Linked DNA regions of Mus musculus: all the other regions are linked to region 1. A link is a contact called in public Hi-C and promoter capture Hi-C data. All regions are on one chromosome and are shown on one strand. The core of a region is the stretch at or near the end of the contact, and the rest is flanking DNA. Distances in the headings are between cores, read along the strand shown.

What was found. Promoter capture Hi-C pulls out the DNA fragments that hold promoters and counts their contacts. A called contact is a pair of places that touch in the nucleus more often than the background predicts. Capture Hi-C pulls out chosen DNA fragments and counts their contacts.
Region 2: a contact with region 1 is called in a promoter capture Hi-C map of liver, with 3 times the contacts expected there. The contact joins the promoter of Btbd1 here to the promoter of Polg in region 1. A contact is called at or near these places in 1 of 39 promoter capture datasets (pre-B cells) and 1 of 9 other capture datasets (liver).
Region 3: a contact with region 1 is called in a promoter capture Hi-C map of liver, with 6 times the contacts expected there. The contact joins the promoter of 3110040N11Rik here to the promoter of Polg in region 1. A contact is called at or near these places in 2 of 39 promoter capture datasets (liver and pre-B cells) and 1 of 9 other capture datasets (liver).
Region 4: a promoter capture Hi-C map of adipose tissue shows a contact between it and region 1, with 3 times the contacts expected there. The contact joins the promoter of Whamm here to the promoter of Polg in region 1. A contact is called at or near these places in 2 of 9 other capture datasets (adipose tissue and liver).
Region 5: a contact with region 1 is called in a Hi-C map of B cells, with 5 read pairs. The contact joins the promoter of Tm6sf1 here to the promoter of Polg in region 1. A contact is called at or near these places in 3 of 39 promoter capture datasets (cranial neural crest and liver), 1 of 484 Hi-C or Micro-C datasets (B cells) and 2 of 9 other capture datasets (adipose tissue and liver).
Region 6: a contact with region 1 is called in a Hi-C map of B cells, with 9 read pairs. The contact joins the promoter of 2900076A07Rik here to the promoter of Polg in region 1. A contact is called at or near these places in 4 of 39 promoter capture datasets (liver, neutrophils and pre-B cells), 2 of 484 Hi-C or Micro-C datasets (B cells and CD4 T cells) and 2 of 9 other capture datasets (adipose tissue and liver).
Region 7: a contact with region 1 is called in a promoter capture Hi-C map of liver, with 4 times the contacts expected there. The contact joins the promoter of Ramac here to the promoter of Polg in region 1. A contact is called at or near these places in 1 of 39 promoter capture datasets (pre-B cells) and 1 of 9 other capture datasets (liver).

The regions. Positions count from the first base shown.
Region 1 is chr7:79,464,907-79,467,606 of GRCm38.p6, reverse strand. It overlaps Polg (polymerase (DNA directed), gamma), which reads left to right and starts at 1,334. Exons shown (of 23, transcript NM_017462.3): 1 at 1,334-1,537; 2 at 2,236-2,700. The coding sequence starts at 2,396. It overlaps n-TRtcg5 (a tRNA gene), which reads right to left and starts at 1,188; the gene lies at 1,116-1,188.
Region 2 is chr7:81,828,061-81,830,760 of GRCm38.p6, reverse strand. It overlaps Btbd1 (BTB (POZ) domain containing 1), which reads left to right and starts at 1,330. Exons shown (of 8, transcript NM_146193.2): 1 at 1,330-1,788. The coding sequence starts at 1,370.
Region 3 is chr7:81,788,143-81,790,842 of GRCm38.p6, reverse strand. It overlaps 3110040N11Rik (RIKEN cDNA 3110040N11 gene), which reads left to right and starts at 1,388. Exons shown (of 5, transcript NM_026077.4): 1 at 1,388-1,488; 2 at 2,267-2,393. The coding sequence starts at 1,459.
Region 4 is chr7:81,570,040-81,572,776 of GRCm38.p6, reverse strand. Whamm (WAS protein homolog associated with actin, golgi membranes and microtubules) reads right to left here and starts at 1,485. Exons shown (of 10, transcript NM_001004185.3): 1 at 868-1,485. The coding sequence starts at 1,455.
Region 5 is chr7:81,857,616-81,860,315 of GRCm38.p6, reverse strand. Tm6sf1 (transmembrane 6 superfamily member 1) reads right to left here and starts at 1,315. Exons shown (of 10, transcript NM_145375.4): 1 at 776-1,315. The coding sequence starts at 867.
Region 6 is chr7:81,522,277-81,524,976 of GRCm38.p6, reverse strand. It overlaps 2900076A07Rik (RIKEN cDNA 2900076A07 gene), which reads right to left and starts at 1,427. Exons shown (of 4, transcript NR_160675.1): 1 at 1,301-1,427.
Region 7 is chr7:81,761,516-81,764,215 of GRCm38.p6, reverse strand. It overlaps Ramac (RNA guanine-7 methyltransferase activating subunit), which reads right to left and starts at 1,263. Exons shown (of 3, transcript NM_025997.2): 1 at 1,160-1,263.

The DNA.
Region 1 (2,700 bases), core at 85-2,584:
CCTTATAGCAAAATAAACTGAGCAAAGTTATGTAAAAGCAAGAAGAATCACAAAATAAGGAATCTCTTATCTAGTTGACTCTGGTTTGTGTGTGTATATATATAAAACTGATAACCAACCAATCAAACAAACAAAAATCACTTTATGTCTATTAAGTACATCTAGAAAAATGTATAAGAATGTCTCAGCTGGAGAGCTAGATTGTGGATATTTGTAGTTCAAGCACTGAGGCGGGAGGGCAGCCAGGGCTACCGCGTAAGTTCTAAGTTACAATGTGAGACCTCATCGTTAAAAACAAACAAACAAGCAAACAGGCCGACAGACAGACAGACAAAAGAGGGGGAAGAAACTAAGAAAAGGAGAAAGGAGAAGGGTTCTGTATGAGTCCCTGCCGCTGCTAGTGACAGGAAAAGCGGATAGAGGAGCGACTCCTGAAAAAAGTCAAAGACCCTCTCTCCTGTACACAGTTCTCAGCGTCCGGGTGGTCTCGCTGGTTGGAAGTGGGGGCTGCCGTTCAGCGCGGTCCGAATTTTTTCCCTAATCAGCTGCTTGTGCCCCCTAGTCTGCCTGAAGCAATCCTGATCTTTTCTTTCCTCGTACGGGACTCTCGACTTGAATCCCTGGGTCCCAGTTATTCACCCAGGCCATATTCGCCTGACCCTTTGCAGCTGACCCTCTACGGAGAGCTGGGAGCAGAAACAACCGGAGCAACGGGAGGTGGACCCAGAGATTGACAGATCTCTGAAGCGGGACGTGCTTCAGCTGTGCCCGGTGGGCGCGACCAATCGGACTCAACAGCATCAACCCCCAGCATCATTGTCCGGGATAGGAGGGAGGAGACTCCATCGAGGCTTAGCCTTTGCGGTCCATAGGTGACAAATCTAGACTTCGGACGGCACGTGCTCCGTTTGCTCCACTCTCCATCCGGGACAAGGCTCTCGACCGCTGTCACCGTTTAAGCAATGTGTCACCCTGACAGTTGTTTGCTCAGATCCTTGAGTTCCAAGAATTAAGTTTAGACTAGAAGTTGGTCATAACCACTACGGTCAATTTCGCTTTATTTCCAAAGGGAATCTTGGGATTAACAAACTGACAGATAAAAACAACATACAAGTCGACCGCGGCAGGACTCGAACCTGCAATCTTCTGATCCGAAGTCAGACGCCTTATCCATTAGGCCACGCGGCCGCCAGCGAGAAGGTGCCTTTACTTAGCTTAAAGCGTGTAGCCGCCTTCAGGCTCGCGTCAGACTGGTCTATCTTTTCCGTGGGGAGGGAAGTAGCGGAGGACCTCACCCGGAAGTCCCTCTGCACCCCCGCGGGCGGGCGGCTCCATTGGCGGCGCTCTTATTGGACGCTCGGGGGAGTCTCCCGCCTGCCTCTGGGTAGCCGCGGGACCCAGTTCGCGCAGACGGGAAGTTGCGGCTGCTCCCGAGACCGCACGCCACCCTGAGGCTGCGTGGGCCGCGCGCCGCGGACGCCGCGTCGTCGCCGGGGCTGTGGGCTGCCGCAGAACGGGAAGCGCGAAGCGGACCGAGGTTTCCGGCGGGCTCGGCAGGGGGAGGGCCGGGCGCGGCTGCTCCCTCTCCACTCGGGAAGCCGGGCCGGGAGCAGGGCGGCGGCTGCGGCGGGGACCCTGTGTCCCGGCGTGCGGGGGTGGCCGCCGACGCCCCGACCAGGGCGCCCTAGGCCCGCCCGGGTGTGGGTGCGGACCCCGAGGCTGTGGCTCGTTCGGCGGGTTTCGAAGTTGGGGCGCTAGGCCCTCGGGCCGCCGGCGGGGTGGGACTGGCAACTGCTGTCTGCCGAGCGCCTACTGGGGTTAGGGCCACTCGACGAGCGCGCCCTCTGCCACTCTTACAGCAGTGGCCCGTGGCTCTAGAGTTCTTAACCCCATTTTACAGAGGAGGAGGTCGGGGCCTAAGGAGCTGGGCCAAGGTCACGCAGTTGGAGAGCCAGAACCCTGGTCTGTCTGCGTCTCCCCATTTCAGCATCTCCAGCGGCTTCTCCCAAGTTAACTGCCGAGCCGGTGTGGCCCTGTCCTCGGGAGGGGGCAGTGCCATTTCTTAAGGTTGTTGGAGGCGTAACAGAAAAATGTCCCTACTCCGCTCTGGCCTTTTGGCTAAGATCAAGTGGAGAAAATGCTTGTTTGGCACGCAGCAGATGTTTGTTGCGGGATAAGCGGTTTGTTCAAGTCCGTGACACTTGTAATAACACTTTTATCGTCTGTCTCCTTTAGGACTTGTGTGAGGAAGGCAGGCATGGTGAGACCTATTTCACTGACAGGAGCACAGAGAGGGGACGCGTCTCTCTCTGAGTCTTTCGGCCACTAAAAGCAGTCAAGCTGGAGCCCAAAGCCCGGTGCCCCGACTCACAGCGGGGGGCTCCCTGCACCAACCATGAGCCGCCTGCTCTGGAAGAAGGTGGCTGGCGCCAAGGTCGCCTCAGGGCCAGTACCAGCAACCGCGCGCTGGGTCTCCAGCTCCGTCCTCGACCCCGTCCCCAGCGACGGGCGGCCGCCGTCGCAAATGCCCTCCTCCGAGAATGGGCAGCTGCGGCTCAACCCTCTGCTCATCCAGATGTTGTCGAGAGGCCTGCACGAGCAGATCTTCGGGTGCGGCGGGGAAATGCCCGACGAGGCCGCGGTGCAGCGCAGCGTAGAGCACCTGCAGAAGCACGGGCTCTGGGGGCAGCCGGCCACGCC
Region 2 (2,700 bases), core at 81-2,580, 2.4 Mb before region 1:
TCAAGAGGTCAAAGGATAACTTGCAGGAGTTAGTTCTCTCCCTCTACCTTGTAGGTGCTTGGGATTAAACTCGGGTCATCAGGCTTGGTGGCAACTGCAACTCTATTTCTAAAGTCCCATAACAGAGAATTGAATTGTATATATTTCAAAATTAATAGTAGAGCTTTTTCGGAGTTTTTTAATATTCCTAAAAATAGAGATTAAAATATGGGGGTAGGGGAAAGGTTCTGGTATCTTGCTTTTGTTTTCAAAGAATCAGCTTAAATTTCTTGTCCAATTCCACTATAAACTCGGAGCGTAGGACTCTTAGATTGCTTGACATCTGTAAGCCGGAAGGTTCCCCCCCTCCCCCCCCAGTTATTCTCGTGTCGTAAAGAATCATTTTCTGGGTCTTTTCCTTCTGCCTATAACAAGTGCCTTATCTTAGGATCTATTTATTGCTGCAGGGTTCAAGAAAGGCTCCCACATAATGACAACCACACAGGAACACTGCCCCCAAAGATATGTAGCTGGCAGCACCCTTCCCATTTGTTTTTGAGGGGAAAGGAGTTAAGACGTGTGTGTGTGTGTGTGTGTGTGTGTGTGTGTGTGTGTGTGTGCGTGCGTGTGTGTGTGGGTCTTCATTTGCTACCCAGGCTGGGTTCCCAGTTGCAGCCATGTTCCTGCCTCAACCTTCCATTTTACTGGGATTACAGGCATGAGCCAATCTCAACTCAAATCCTAGGGCTCATAAGGTGGTGTGGTTCCAGTGCTTTTCTGCACTGGAACCAAAAGCAAGGCCTAGGAGAGTTGAGCAAGAAGGCCCTCAATCTTAGACATGGAAATGGCAGAGGAACTCTCTCACAGGGCGGAGTGGAGCCTCGACAGTCAGAAGGGGTAAGAAAGAGACTGCGGACGGGGAGAGGGATCAGTGGACTTCCTAGCCTCTCAGCTCCGCCTGGGGTTTCCAAGGGTGATGCAGCCATCCGGGCTGTGACAGGGCCACCATCCCGCCTTTAGAATAGCAGGGTGTCTGTCTCTCCTCTACAGACTCCCTTGCCGTGCCCTCGAGGTCCTTCCACGTCCAGCTCATCCACCAAGCGGGCTGAGGCGGCGTCCTCGCAGGGTGACGCGGGTGGGAGCGAGGCGAGCCTGAAGGGAGGAGCGGGAGGCGGCCTGAGGAATCAGCGCGGCGCGCCCGCACGCCCCTCAACCCTCTCGCGGCCGCGCGCCTCCCGCCTCAGCAACGCGGCCCCGCGGGAGGGCGGGCGCGCGCGGCCGGAAGCGCCTTTCCCGGAAGGCAGGGGGGCGGTGCCGGCCTCGGGGCGGCTCGACCATGGCGGCGGCGCGCCGGGTGCTCGCAGCTTGAGCGGAGCCGCGCAGCAGGAGGATGGCCTCGCTCGGGTCAGCCGCGGCCGGGGAGCCGGCGACCGGAGCTGAGGCGGAGCCCGGCCCTCCGGCCCCGCCGCCGCCTCCGCCGCCGCCACCGGCTCCCTCGCCGTCCGCTCTCGGGCCGCTGCTGCCCCTGCAGCGCGAGCCGCTGTACAACTGGCAGGCCACCAAGGCGTCGCTCAAGGAGCGCTTCGCCTTCCTCTTCAACTCGGAGCTGCTGAGCGATGTGCGTTTCGTGCTGGGCAAGGGCCGAGGCGCGGCGGCCGCCGGGGGCCCGCAGCGCATCCCCGCCCACCGCTTCGTGCTGGCGGCCGGCAGCGCGGTCTTCGACGCCATGTTCAACGGCGGCATGGCCACGACGTCGGCCGAGATCGAGCTGCCGGACGTGGAGCCCGCCGCCTTCCTGGCGCTGCTGAGGTGAGCGGCGGGCGCGCGGAGCCGGCGGCCTGGAGGGTGGCGGCACCCAGCCCGGCCTGCGTCGACTCCCGAGTGACCTTGGGCTGGGCGAGTCGGCCTCCCTCGGGTCCTCCCCGGCAGGCAGGCGATGCTTGGGAAGGTCGGTCAGTGTCGCCATTCCCGGCGGTGGCGGGCGCTTTGCCGTTGAAGGGTGCTGTCACATTCCAGTAGCGGAATTGTCTGTCGCCCGGGCTTCATAATCGAGTGGGCAGACTAGAAGACGAGATAGGCTGTCCCGATTACCCACTTGCAGGATTCGTTTTTGTTTAAGGACCCGGGTGGATGAAGGGTCTTAGAGGACTGGGGTTGTCAGGGTCTCCACGGTTTGCTGTCAGGACTCTGGAAGATAATAGCCATAGCAGGTATCAGGCTGGCCTGCTTCAAGTTTCTGCAGTCAAGGTGACGGTTTTTGTATTCTAAAACACGCTAGTAGTGTTCGAGTTTGCTCTCCGATGATCTGAGGATAGGAGATTGATTGATAGCTGATTAGTTTGCTACTTAGTGGAAGGTAGTGGCATTGTGGCGTTGTTAATCACAGCAGTCCTAACTGTTAGGGAGGCATATCTTGTTGTTTTACCCCAGTTTTACAAATGGGACCGAGGCCCAGAAAAGTGACTTGTCCAAGGTAATCGAGCCAGCTCCCGGAGGACCGAAGATGGTGTTGGCTGCTTGAGTATAGTGTTGTTTTTAAGACAGCAGATTTTGAGTAATTCTGACGTAAACAGGCAAGTCAGTGGAGCACAAGAGTCCACAGAGGCTCATAGCTTCCTCAAGAAGATGCTTATGGAGGGAAATATAAAGTTCACACAAGAAATATATGTTAAGTTCCCATCAATAAATGGATAAAGGACAAGATGTAATAGAAAAGAAAAA
Region 3 (2,700 bases), core at 139-2,638, 2.3 Mb before region 1:
TTACATTGGGTTTCTGCCATTTGGATTACAAACCCCTGTTCTTTCCATTGGGGCAAGTGGCTGTGTGACAGATTGACCTGAGGCGGGGTCCTGTCCTTTCTAGCTGGTGATGAGGTACTCTAGAGGTACCTGTGGAGAAGGCTGACGGTTCCTTAGAGGACATTGCTTCCCCCTCCTTTGCCCATCCAGGCACCATCAGAAATACACCAATCCGTGTTCCTCCCCTGATAAAAACTGTCAAGTCTCTAGAGCAGTGGTTCTCAACCTTCCTAATGCTGCAACCTTTTAATACAGTTCCTCATGCTGTGATGACTCCCAACGGTAACATTACTTTTGTTGCTACTTCCTAACTAATTTGGCTACTGTTATGAATCGTAATGTAAATATTTTTAGGGCATCATGATTTCACCTCAAAATTCATCAAATTACTACAGTATAGTTTTGGCTCCACTTTGTGCCTCTATTTGTAATGTATTTCAAAAAAGGTGTGGTGTGGTTTAACACCTGAATCACCTGAGTCTTAGGCTTTAGCCACTTTCTCACAACACACCACTTAACGTGTCATGTGGAAAGGGTGTCTCTGGGAGAGTAAAATGAGACATCCCATTCTGATCCCAACCTTTAGTGGCTGTTTTCAGCACTCACATTCCAGTCTCACCTGTTTGTGAATCTGAATGCTGTCGCCCTTTGACATTTGTCACAGTCTCTGTCCTCCTCCTTAACTCCCCTCTCACTGGCACAGGTCACTGATAATTTGGTTATGTATTCAGGTAGCTCCTTAACTATTCCACTTGGATGTCTCCAATCATTTCAAACTTAATGTACCCTGAAAACTCCCCCTCGGACTGCCACAACTGCTAGCCGTAGACTCGGGCATCTTCAGTTAATCTTTTCCCCATCTCAGATTATTCAGGTCCCAAAGATCCTCAAAATGGTAACAAGCCATCTCCCATTTAGGTAGCAGATCTTCCTACCTCTGGGCATATACCATCTATACATTCTAACCTTATTGGACAAGGCCAGTCCCTAACTTTAGCACTTGCATTGATTTGCCTCTGCTTCAGTTTCACGAACGGTTGTATTCAACTCCACAGTGGATCTCCTCTCCTTGCGCACTGCCCTGTGCGAATTGCCATGGTGCCGCGTTGGGCAGGCGAGCACCGAGGCTGGCTGCTCTTGCCAACCCTAAGGATAGGTGACAATTTTCCCTCTGCTGGCAAAGATGGCTCACCAATGGATCACACCCTGAGGCTGGCAGGTTGCAAAGGAAGGAAAACAGTGCCATCTCGGGGCGAGGTGGCACTCTTAGGTGCCGGCCGACGCGCCTGCCGCTTCCGCCCATGACTTGCGCAGGCGCACAGAACTCTTCCGCCACGCTGGCGCCTGCGTGGTTGGGATGCTGCTGCTTGCTGTAGGTCGGTGTGCTTGGCCTCTGTTAGACTCCTGTGTGGTTCCACAATGCCTAAGAAAGCCGGTGCGACAAGCAAGGCCAGTGGCAAGCCTCGTGTTGTGGAGAGGGTGGGCCACGGGGCTACACTGGCGGGGAACAGACGCAGCGCCTGGAGGGCGGAAGACCTCCCTTCGGGTCCAGGTCTGAGACTTCCTGGGTCGCACATTAGCTCGCCCTAAGGATGAGTAGGCTCCACTGCGCACCCGCTGACCACCGTCTTTGCTCTCTCACTCTGAGGGTTACACTTCCCGGCAGGCTGTGCGTTCTGCCTCCCTATGGTGGCTGATCGCTTCCTTCTGTCAATGAGACTGCACTCCCTCCCCTAATATCCCTTTGTTTTCTGTCGCTGTGATCCCAGCCCCTTGAAGTCAGGGAGTTTGAATCCTTATTCCTCTTCATACCCGCTGTCCGCATACTGCCCTGGAAGTTGTTTTCTGTTAAGTTGTTAGATGGCATTTAAATACCAGTCGTCGTTCTTTCTGCAATGGACTCCTCACCCACTCTTGAGCGTTAGGATGCATTGGCTATAAAGATGACTAATAAATGCCCCTTCTCTTGAGAAATAGAAACGATAAAGTAGACTGTGGGAACAAGTCCTAAGCTAGCCAAGAGATCTTAAGTAGAACACATACCTACACAGAGACAGCCCCACCCCACCCCCCTCTCTGTCTCTGTATGTTGGATCATGAAGGGATGTGGGAGGAGCACGGTGGTGGCTAGTTTCTGCATGTAGGCCCAGTTTAGTGAAGGTGAGGGTAGTGATGGCTCAAAATAACTGAAGTATTTTGTTACCTGTGAAATTGTGTGTCATTTTAGGGTAAAAACCAAACCAAAGAACCAGAGACAGCACCTCCTGCTGCAGGGCCTGTAGCAACTGACCCTAAAGGTTTTGTCACCATAGCCATTCATGCCAAACCTGGCTCCAGACAGAACGCTGTGACAGGTACGTCTGAGCACTGGGTGGGATTTGGATGTGGATAAAGCAGCGTTTTCATCTTATTTTTGCCTTGTTATCTAAAAGCTTATCCTGTAACTGTAAATGGTATTTTTTATGTCTGCGTTTAGAAGCTTCTCCATCTAAACATTCTATAGTCTCATATAGAGGTATTTGAAAGAAAATGTACAATATTTAATACCAAATCAGATGGAATCTGTGTATCTTTTCCTTTTTAAAAATGTGGTATTTTGTAGATGGGCCTGGTCATATATGCCAATAATTCACAAGTACTTAGTTAGGAACTGAGGCAGGA
Region 4 (2,737 bases), core at 236-2,735, 2.1 Mb before region 1:
ACAGGAAATGTCCGAGGAGTGTCCAGAATGTGGAATGAAGCTCTGAAACTTGGCTCTCTTCGTGAAATTGTTGCTGGGTAAAACTTATACATTCTCCCTAAATCTTCCAGTGAAGTGAAAAGTCCCCACTCTTTAGGGTCTGTTAAGTTTACCACACAAATAATGAATGTGTGTGTCTCAAATTATCTGGTCCAAAAGAGCCTTCTTGTTGTTGCCATTAAAGGCAGATGAGTAAAGCCTCACTCCCCGAGGGCTTTCCATCTGCTTGAAGATAATAATAAAAATCCTTATTGCTTGAAGAAAAAATAATAAAACTATCTTTTAAATGTCATTCATCCTCAGACAGTTTTAGCCATCCCTCATCTTCTCCGGAGAACCCCAAATTGCTTCCACTTAGCTTATGTTTTTATTCCGACGGACATGCCTTGTTTTCAGTTTTACTTTCATATTTCTGGCCTTTCCCATTACAACATCCTGCTCTGCCCAGAACAGGGAAAAGGTGAAGCGCAGAGCCTGGCTCAGAACTGCAAGTAAACTTTTACCTAACCCCAGGACTGGAGAGGCTGAGGCAGAGGAATGTCCTGAGTTCAAAGCCAGCCTGGACCACAGATTGAGACCCTGTTTCAAAAACAAAAACAAACAACCAAAACAACAACAACAACAACAAACCAAGAGAGCCAGGCGGCGCGGAGCCGAACTCTGATAATCCTAGCAGAAAACAAAAACAAAAAAACACAAAACACCACCACCACCGTGTTTCAACTTCAAGGTCCCCACTCTCTCTCAACAGAGGCGCAGGTGCACCAGCGACGCCCGGTGCGCATCACGAGTGTCCCGCGGACCCGCCCTCGGCCCGGGGCCTCATACCTGGTGCAGCCGGGTGGCCGTTTGGCCCAGGCGAGCGCGCAGCGTCCTCTCGCGGAACTCGCTCAGGCCCTCGCAGTCTGCCGAGTCACCCGGGGCCGGGAAGAGCACGTCGCGCACGGTGGCGCCGCCGCATCCTTCGGCCGCCAGGCCCAGGTAGTGCTCCAGCTGCCGGCACAGCTCCTGCAGCGCCGAGTCGCCAGGGTCCGCAGGCGCCGGCCACAGGAGCGGCCACAGGAGGGCCCACAGCCCGCGTCCCAGGCCCCAGCCCGCGCCGCTCGCCGCGTCCAGCTCGGGCGGCAGCGGCGGGAAGCAGGGCTCCAGGGCCGGCCACAGCGCCGCCAGCTGCCGGTGCGCGCCGCGGAACCCGGCGGGCGACAGCACCCCGGCCCAGCTACATCCCCCGTCGCCGGCCTCCCGCCGCTCGCGCCGCCGCCGCTGCGCCGTGCGGTCGTGACAGGTGACGGCGAACTGGCCCTTCGCGGCGTTCCAGGCCACCAGGAAACGCAGCTGATGGCGCTCGGGCTCCGGGAAGAGGTCCTCACGCAGCGGAACCCAGCCATCCAGGCTGTCGGGCTGCTCGCTGTCCATGGCAGCCGCACACCCTTAGACTGCGACAGGCCACGACATTTTCCGGGAGCCGCTACTGTCAGTCAGAGGCGCAGAAGCTCCCGCCCCCTCATTCTGATAGGCTGTGTGAGGGAGGCTGTCTGGAGTTGGTTAAGTGAAAGCCAATGGAAAGTCTTTTCGGGGAGGCGGGACAAAGTCTCCCTTTTACAACACCGGCGAACCTTGAACTCTCTAAGTGAACCAGGCTAGCCTTGAACTCGTAAGAGACCACCCTGCTTCTGTCTCCTGAGTGCTGACATTAAAGGCATACAGCCGCTATGTTCGGCAAAGATTTTATTTTTAAGCCCATGTATACATGGGCAGGACGACATCACACCTTAGTACAGATGCCAGAAGAGGGCGTCATGTCCCCTAGAACTGAATACTCTATGGGGCTGTTAACAGCTTAATGCACTCTCTAAAAATAGTAATTCTTAGCTGCTGAGCCATCTCTCAAGCCCCTATCTTAGTTCTCAACATTACAATGAGAATTTCCCTCAACAGGATCCTATTAAGTATGTGGCTCCTGAAACAAACATACTGGCAAGATCAAACTTCTATTTGAACTCAATATTTACTTACTGAGGGCTCTGGGGTGTCAAAAACTAGATCGCAGACACATTTATTTTTGTCAATATAGTAAACTTACTGAGTATCTGCTGTGTTGTTGGTATATTGAGATGGGGGAGAGGGGGAGTGCCTAAATATTTCTGCTTTCCAAGCCAGTCTATGCCAAGCATCATCCTGACAGCAAGGATTTGAGACCTAGAGAGGGAATTTGTCTACAATATATGTGCACCAAGGCTAAGCAGGATGGCCTCACTACTGAAAGCATGCCGCCGGGGTATTATAACAAGCCAATAGAAAGTGCTGCTGCATTTCCTCACATGAGCCCTAAAGATGCCAGTTCTAAACCTGCAGCCACCTTAGATTCCGAGAACAACAGACAGCCATAAAAACCTTTATGATCTAAGGCAAGGTGAACCTTGAAGAAGAGGTCACACCTGTCCTCAGAAGAAGTGATTATCTATGCTAAAAAGCTGTGCCCTCCAGAGCAAGTAACTATTCCTGGAGATGACAAGACCTGTTGGGAAGGACCTTGAGATGAGGGGCAGCTAAACCACACCTTGGTAAAGAATGCCTGCATATGCATATCTCCTTTTTAAATGCACTTTATTCCTAGGAGAGGATCTTTGTCCATTCTGGCTCCATTGGAGCCTTTCGGCTCAGATGCCAAGCTTTGTCCTTCCTTCAGATTAAAACT
Region 5 (2,700 bases), core at 66-2,565, 2.4 Mb before region 1:
GATGCAATTTCCTTAGCACCAACTGCTATGAAAAGCACAGCCAGTTACTTCCTCCTCCAGCAGCCCACAATCAACTTCAGCAGGGCCACCGCTGGCGCCTTTCCACTGACCACCCAGGCCTTCGGCTGCCCATGGGGGCTCGTCAGTCAGTGATCCCTTTAGAGAAGTGAAAGCCAAGACTGGGACCCAGAGCCCTTACAGAATTCGTCGGTTCCTTAGCATTAAACTGATCACTGAACCTTTGCTCCTGGCCAGCATCGAACCTCTATCCCTTTCACAGCGCCCTTGCACAAAGTTCCCACAAGATCCTTGAGGTGCAAAGACAGACCAGAACACTAAAGCCAGGTCACCCTGTTAGTAGCAAAGGCTCAGAAAACCATGGTTATTTCTGTTAGCCGCTCACAACAGTTTCTAAAATTATAAAATGGTAAGTATGTGAAAGTCCATACAAGGAAAGCGTTCCTTTCAAATAAGGCGGTTCGTGCCTTCCGTGTTGCTCTGCACCCCTCTAGTGTCTGAGAGCCTCGGAGGCAGGGGCATTTCGGTATTGACCTTGGTAATATCAGCTACCCACCCAGTACTGGCAAAGAGCAGGCGCCCAGCTCTCAGACCTTGAACTGCCCTAGCCCAGTTTGAGGACCTAGGGCCGGGTGACCCTGGTGCCTCCCTCATGCTGCGGGCGTGGCGTTTCTGGAAGCTACCCAGTCCCAAAGCCGCGGTCCCAAACCCGCGGAAAAGTTGCGGGCTCTTGTCTACCCCGCGCGCGCTCACTCACTCGTGCTGGGCCGCCAGGTGGTTGAAGATGTAGGTGACCGGGATGGCTGAGAGGGACAGCACAAAAACCCCCGTGGCCGCAGAGGCACTCATTGCCACCTCCGGGTCGCTCTTCTTTCACCGCATCGCGCCGGGGGTCCCCTGGCTCAGCTTCCGGCGGCGCCGCGCCCCTCGCCGCTGCCCTTCCAGGCGGCCCCCGGCCGCGTCTCCTCTGCGCGTCCCCGTCGCCCGTAGCTGCCCGGCGCGCACAGAGAGAGGCACCACCCGGGTGCTCTAGGGCCGCTGTACGATCCCCAGAGGCGTCCCCACCAGGCTCCTGCTAACGAACGCAAGGGCTCAGCAGCCACCGCGAGGAGACAAGCGCCCCAGGACGCTTGCTTTAATGGGAAAAGGAAGGGCCCGGCGAAGGACGCGGGTCACAGATGGGAGCTGGGCATCCTCGAGCTGGAACGGAGCTGGGCTGAGCCAAGGGCCAGCAGAGGGTGGAGCCAGATCTGAGGGTGTCAGAGCCCGCAGGCCCGCGAGATCGGCTCAGAGACCTGTGGGGACAGATGCTCCTGGAACAACACTGTGCCGCCCTCCCACCCCACCCCCCGCGCGCACCCCTTCCCTACACACAGCTGCCATCAACGTCCGCAACCAATGTTCCAGTGCCAAGTGGAAATATTTGTTTTCCACCTTGGTTGCTCACTCACCGCCCCTTGACCTTGATCAAGTTACTGAAACATTCTGTATCATTTCTCTGTGAAATGGGAATAACCTGCTCCCTCGTATGATTGTGGAAATCGACCGAGTTAACAAGCGTGGAGTGCTTGCCCTGCACTGCTCAGCACACTGGTCTGTCTCCTGCTCCCTTTCTTTTTTTGTAGCAGAACTGACCCTCAGAGGAATGCCCTGATGTAAGACACTGAGGCAGCGTTCATTCCTTGCCTGGAGTGTTTTTGGAGGCCAGGTTACCACCGGCTAGCCTGGCAGGTCCTGAAGATTAGGGCTCTTCGTGGAATATTCCCAGACGTCTGGGTGTAGAGCATGAGAGTGCCGCCCAAAGAGCTGCTTGAGCAGGGTGTGCTCAGGAAGCCCCCTGGGCCTGAGTCCTGTTGGTATGGCCCCAGGGAAGGGAAAAGAAGTGGGCTCCGGAGCAACAGTGGGGGCAGCAGAGTGCGCGCCTTCCTGTCTTTAGGTCAGAGGCTTACAGGTCATTTGGCTCATTTTCAATGTGAGGAAAATGAACCTGCACCAGGACAGTCGGTTGTTCCAAAGCCAGCTCTCCTACTATCTGCCCTCCCTTTTCTTGAAAACTCAGCCAACAATGGGCACAAAAGGGTAAAGACTGTCCAAACGGCAGCATCTCGCAAAGCTTCTCCCAGAAGTCTCAGTGGGAACCTGGACATCGCTCACGATCTTCCATGATCGCTCCTTGCCTTTACCACCTCCTTCATTCCCCAAAGCGCCTTCTCTCCTCCAGGCCATCTCCTAGGCCAGTTTCCCAGCCAGTCCAACCTCCTCCACATCCCACACCGAGCTGCTTTAGCCGTCTGCGTGTATCCTGAGTCTCTCGGGCTGCTCTGAATCTTTCTTGTCTACCTAGACACTTGCTGCATATCATTTCTATTCCTTCTCATCCATGCTTGGGCTTTTTTAAAATTCAGAATCATATTTATGGAAATAACTTAATAGAGGCTGGGGGTGTAGTTGATCGTGCTTGCTTTGTGTGCACAAATCTTAAGGCTCTGTCCTCGTGCACTTCATGAACTGACTTTGATGGGGGCTCATCTGAAATCCCAGCACTAAGAGATGGAGGCAGAGGGAGTCCCTGGTTCAAGGTCATCCTTAGCTACCCAGCAAGTCTGAGGCCGACCTGGGATATATGAGATTCTGTCTCAACTAACAAAAAGGTACCGGGAAATGCCACAGAGTATGCCACAT
Region 6 (2,700 bases), core at 178-2,677, 2.1 Mb before region 1:
ATAGTGAATTTCCCATAAAGAGGCTAGGGTAAAGTTCTACAGGTTGCCAGCACAAAGCCATAGTGAGCGCACAAATAAGTATTCCGCTACAAGCTTTCTAGGGGGAGCTCAGATCTTGCTTAAGACCCCCAGGGTTTTCTATGCAATAACAGGCAATAGGTAAGGAAGATTCCCATGTTTGCCTTCTGTTGCTACACAGTACACCGGGAACGGCAGACACGGCAAACTCATCTCCATCGAGAGCAGCACTTCTCAACCTTCCCAATGCTGTGACTTTAATACCCTCATGTTGTGGTGACCCCAACATACAATTATTTTTGTTGCTACTTCATAACTGTAATTTTGCTACTGTTTTGAATTGTAATGTAATGTCTGTATTTCCAGTGGTCTTAGGTGACCCCTTAGGTGAAAGGGTCATTTGATCCCAAAGGGGTTGTGACCCACGGTTGTGACCCACTGATCTACAGGGTCAAACATGTTGATGGCTGACGAATGACTTTCCTTTGGTGGACTCACACCTTATCTAAGCTTTATATATATGTATGTTCGTGTCTTTGTGAGTGAATGACATATGTGTGTGGTGCTCAAGGAGGCCAGAATAGTGTGTTGGACTCCTTGGGTCCTGAGGTACAAGTGATTTGATATAGGTGCTGGGAACCAAACTCAGAGCCTCTGGAAGTGCCACAAATGCTCTTAACTACTAAGCCATCAGGCTAGTATCTAAGTGCACCTCACTACTGTCTTCACTCCTTCAATTTTCCAACCTCCTACCCATCCACGCACACCATCAGAAAGCAATATAAAAACTCCTTTGTACAAGAATTCTATGGGATTTTAGAATCTGTCCTCAACAAACCATGCAACTTTCCACCGCCTCCTTGCTGCCCTTTTCTAACATTAAATGCCTTTGCTGACACATTCAAGAAACTTAAAAATCACCCACTGCGTGTGCATGTGCTCACGGGCGCTAAAATTACTGCAACAGGTGATTCCTCCCTCAGGCAAGAGTCATCGATTCGGAATGCCTGGATTTACAGAGCCAATATTCAACAGCTCTGTGCATGTGAATATGTGTTTGTATGTGTGCATGTATGTACGTACGTATGTGTGTGTGCTTAATTTAACTTCAGTCTGTGTGACCGCGTATTTCTCCTTCCATATCTACCCACCATTCCGTGGGCTAGCAACCCTCTTTGAAAAAGATGGAGAAAAAACAAACACAGAGAAGGAAGATCGATAGCCGGGCAGCTTACCCATCTCTTCTCCCATTCCTGGGACGCCTGCCACGTCAGCCACTTACCTGGACACCATAGTCACCCGCCGCACAAGGTGGCCAAATACTGGGTCAACTTGGCGAGACAAAAGCCGCTAGCATCAGGTGTCAGGCTCTCGGTCATAATTTCTCCCTCCTTCCGGTGGAAAATGAGTCCACTTCCGGCTTCTTAGCCGTAGGGAGGAAGTTCCACGTCAGGCACCGCGCGGCGCGGCTGGGCTTGGCTCTTCCCAGTGCGCATGCTCAGAGCGAGTCCTCTGCTGCTTAGCGTCTAGCTGCGTGGCGTCTGGATCGTGGGAGACTCGGGGGCCGGCTTGTAGCTCCTGGGTGGGTGTGGAGAGCTGCCGCATTGTTTTGAGTATGCTATTCTCTGCTCCCCTGGCAGGCGGCATCCTGGGGACTGAAGTACGCCGTCCCGCCCCTGCGACACTCCTCTGCGTTCTTGTGCTACCCAGCCCTGGCTGTTAAGCTTCTCAGTGTTCTTCATTCTTGCCACCCTGCTTATAGAGAGCAAAGCGTGCACTGCACCTCAGTAACCTTTACTCAGTCGCTCTCTTGACTCCCCCTGGTTGCAAGCCCATGCATATTCATCCAGGAAAGGACCAAGAGCTTCCTAGCCTTGATCATGGGTCTAGGAAGATAAGTAAAATCACTTTTGGATAAATTTCCTGAGGATAGACCTCAAATGTTGAGAGACTAAAACAAAAGACATTTGACATTTGCGCCTTGGTAGAGGTAGGCTTCCTCTGTCATTTTGAATATGATATCTTTGCCTTACTTAGTTTCTGGTGATCGCTAAAAATCCTGTGTGTGCTTTGACTTGAGGCAGCATGGCCCTACTCTGTTGTCAAACTTTGTTCTCCTTATTTCTGCTTATTGCTGTGTTTTACAAGGACATCCATCCTGTTGGATTAAAAAGCCCAGCTTATTCCAGTTCACATTGTGAGGCTGCAGAAAAGACTTAAGATTTCAGGGGCGGCAATTACTGAGCACCCTAGTAAGCTGCCAGAGTTCTCCAGGAATGTGCAAACCAAATGCTAAAGTAAACTAAAAGTAAGCAGGTTTAGAACAATGAGTTCAGAGTTCATTTGGATGCTGCGAGTTTGAGGTCAGAATTTGAAGCAAAAAGAACAAAATAAGAAACATAGGTGTAATGAAAGGACCTTACATGCAGTCCAAACATACAAGGCTTTTGGATTTAATATACAAAATCAGGAGCAAAAATGTTACCTTGTTTATCAGCTTGAGCCAAATCTACTTCATTTCTCTTACTCATTTAAGATGTAACTTTTCTGGGCATGGTAGCACACTACTTTAATACCAGCCTTCAGGGTTCAACACCAGACTGGTCTACGTGGAGAGTTCCAAGCCAGCCAGAGCTATACAGTGAGAAGCAGAAAGGAGAAGGAGGAGGAAGGAAGGAAGGA
Region 7 (2,700 bases), core at 14-2,513, 2.3 Mb before region 1:
GAGCAAGAGAAATAGTCTTCTCAAGGGAAGAGCACACCAACTGGTTCTCTAATGCCATATTTGATTAGCCCCGAAAACACACGCATAAGTAACAATATATGAACTGAGCAGGTTGTATATATCTACATATTACTAAAGAGACTATGAATTTGAAAGAGCTGAGGGGATAAAGGGAGGGTCTAAAGGGAGGAAAGGGAAAAATGTTATTATGATGTAAAAATATACAATACATATGTATAATAATCACATAAAGCACAATTACATAATATATAAAATATAATTATATAATAAACATATAAAAGAAATAATAGAATAAATAATATTAAGAAAATACGGCTGGGGGGAAGGGGGTCTTGGAAGAAACCTCAAAAGATGAGGGAAGTGTCAGAGAGATAGCTCAGTGGTCGAGAGCGCTCACTACCCTTCCGATGGACCACAGATCAGATCGCAGCACCCACGCTGCTCTCAGCTGCCTGTAATATAGCTCCAGGGGAACAGACGCCCTCTTCCGGCCTCTGCGGGCGCCAGCACACGCAACCCGCAGACAGACAGACACACAACCCGCAGACAGACAATTCTTCCCCACCCCGCAAAGGCGTGCGTGGGCAGAGGAGCTGTGCACACACACGTCTCGATCTGAGTGGGCAGGATTAGAGACCCAAGGATCTCAGTCCTAGCAGCCTACGAGGAAACTCGAGCTTCCACGGAGGAACTCGGAGAGGCGACGACCCTCGTCGCCTCGGTCGTCACCAGCTACAAGCTAGGTCAGGCACGGGCAACCAGGGGCCGCGCGCTCTCTGTCGCTGCGGCCGACAGCCTTCCTGGCACTTGGATCCCACCAACCTCCTCACCACATAGAGAACCGCACAGAGCTTTGCCTGCGGTCGGCCGACCCTGGCTCGGCTGCTCTCCAGAGCGGAGCCCCGAGCACGGAGCAGGATGACTGACTAACCACTGCGCATCCCAGCCCGCCAGCCGACGCGCGGCTGACGACGGCCGGGACAAAGCGGCTCCTTCCAGAACTGCCGTCAGGAGCCGAGCTGCGGAGAAAGAGGCTCCGAGGGGCAGCGACCTCCGGCCTCTCGCACTTTCCGGCCCCAGGCCCCCATCACCTCCGCCGCCCCGGGTGGGAGATTCATCCGCCATGTGCGGTACTCACCCTTCATGGGACGCACTGGAGACCTCGGGCGTCCACACCGCCGCACCCCACCCGGCTCTCCAAGGTAAACAAACGCTCAGGAATCCCTCAACCACCCGACTTCCGCTTCCGGAGCGTGTAAGGCGGAGTCTCGTGCCAAGTCTCTCGAGATCTAGAAATCCTCGCTTCCCCCTCCCCCCCCGCCACGCCCCTCACATTCGAACCTTGGCGCGGCCCTAGGGAAGCTCCGCAGGGTCGAGCAAAGTGGCGATGGTGGGCAGTGCGGTCATTCGCAGCCAGTGCCTGGTGACCGTCGGGGAGAGGATATCGTCATGTATAAAATCCCTCGAACTGGCAGTGCCTGGTGCACTGGTACGGGAAGTCTGAGAGTAGGACTAGGAGGGAAGGCTGCTTGTCAATGGAGACCCCAAAGCCGGAGCCCGGGCGGCGGGGCGGAGGAGCAGACGAGACTGCTCTGCTTGGGCGATGCCCACCCGGTTCTTAGCCGGCCTGGGCAGTAAGGCTCCTGCGCACCGTTGTCTATGTGTGTTTGCAGAGACGAACCCACGCCTCCACTGCCCGTATTCCGCTCGCTCCCGAAGTCTCCGCTCTTCTCGGTTGTTTGCAAGTGTGGCAATGCCAGCTGTTGACTAGCCACTTTTCTCAGATTGCTCCCCGGACCTTGCCCTCCTCTTGGGAATACGATCAGCCTGGAAAGTTTAGTGTCAAAATGGGATACCTTAGGGCTGGAGAGGATAAGAACACTTACTGCTCTTCTTGGAGCCCTGAGTTCAATCCCCAGCAACCACATGGTGGCTCACAGCCATCTGTAATGGGATCTGATGCCCTCTTCTGGTGTGTCTGGAAACAACTATAGTGTACTCATAAATAAAATAAAGCTAAAAAAAGAATACCTTTTCTTTCCACGCCCTGGTCAGATGTCTCGTTCTGTTATTTGGTCCTTGTGACTCTGGTTTTCATCCATTCCCATCCCCACTGACTCCTCATCCAAGTTCTCTCTACACTCCCTGAACAGAGCACCGATGCCCTTCTTCCTAAGTCACTGCCCCTCACCAGCATATCACCAGACAACTGCCGTAGTTATAGTCATATTCAAGCACAACTGGGATGCAAGATATTCAATAACTCCTTGCTGCCAAGGCCAACAATCTTAATTTGGATTCAAAATTCTATTTTCTGATATTTCTCTTTCATTCCCTCACAGTAAAGCAGACCAAATGCAGTAGTTCACGAATACTCATTATGTTTTTATAGCTTGCCAGTGTTCCCTTATGCTTAGAATATTGCCACTCCCCTACACACACACACCCCACCACCTCACCACCACCACGACCTCCAGATGTTGACATTGATATTACATCCATTCTCTAAGACTTTACAGGGAATGAGTTTTACTTCTGCTGGGTTCCACAGTACCTTCAGAACTTTATGTGTTAATACCATTTTCTACCTGTTTATACACACCTTTAATTTGTACATCACACTAGTATATAACACCGTACATAACTCAGTACTAGTATATAACTCGGTACCTACTTGTG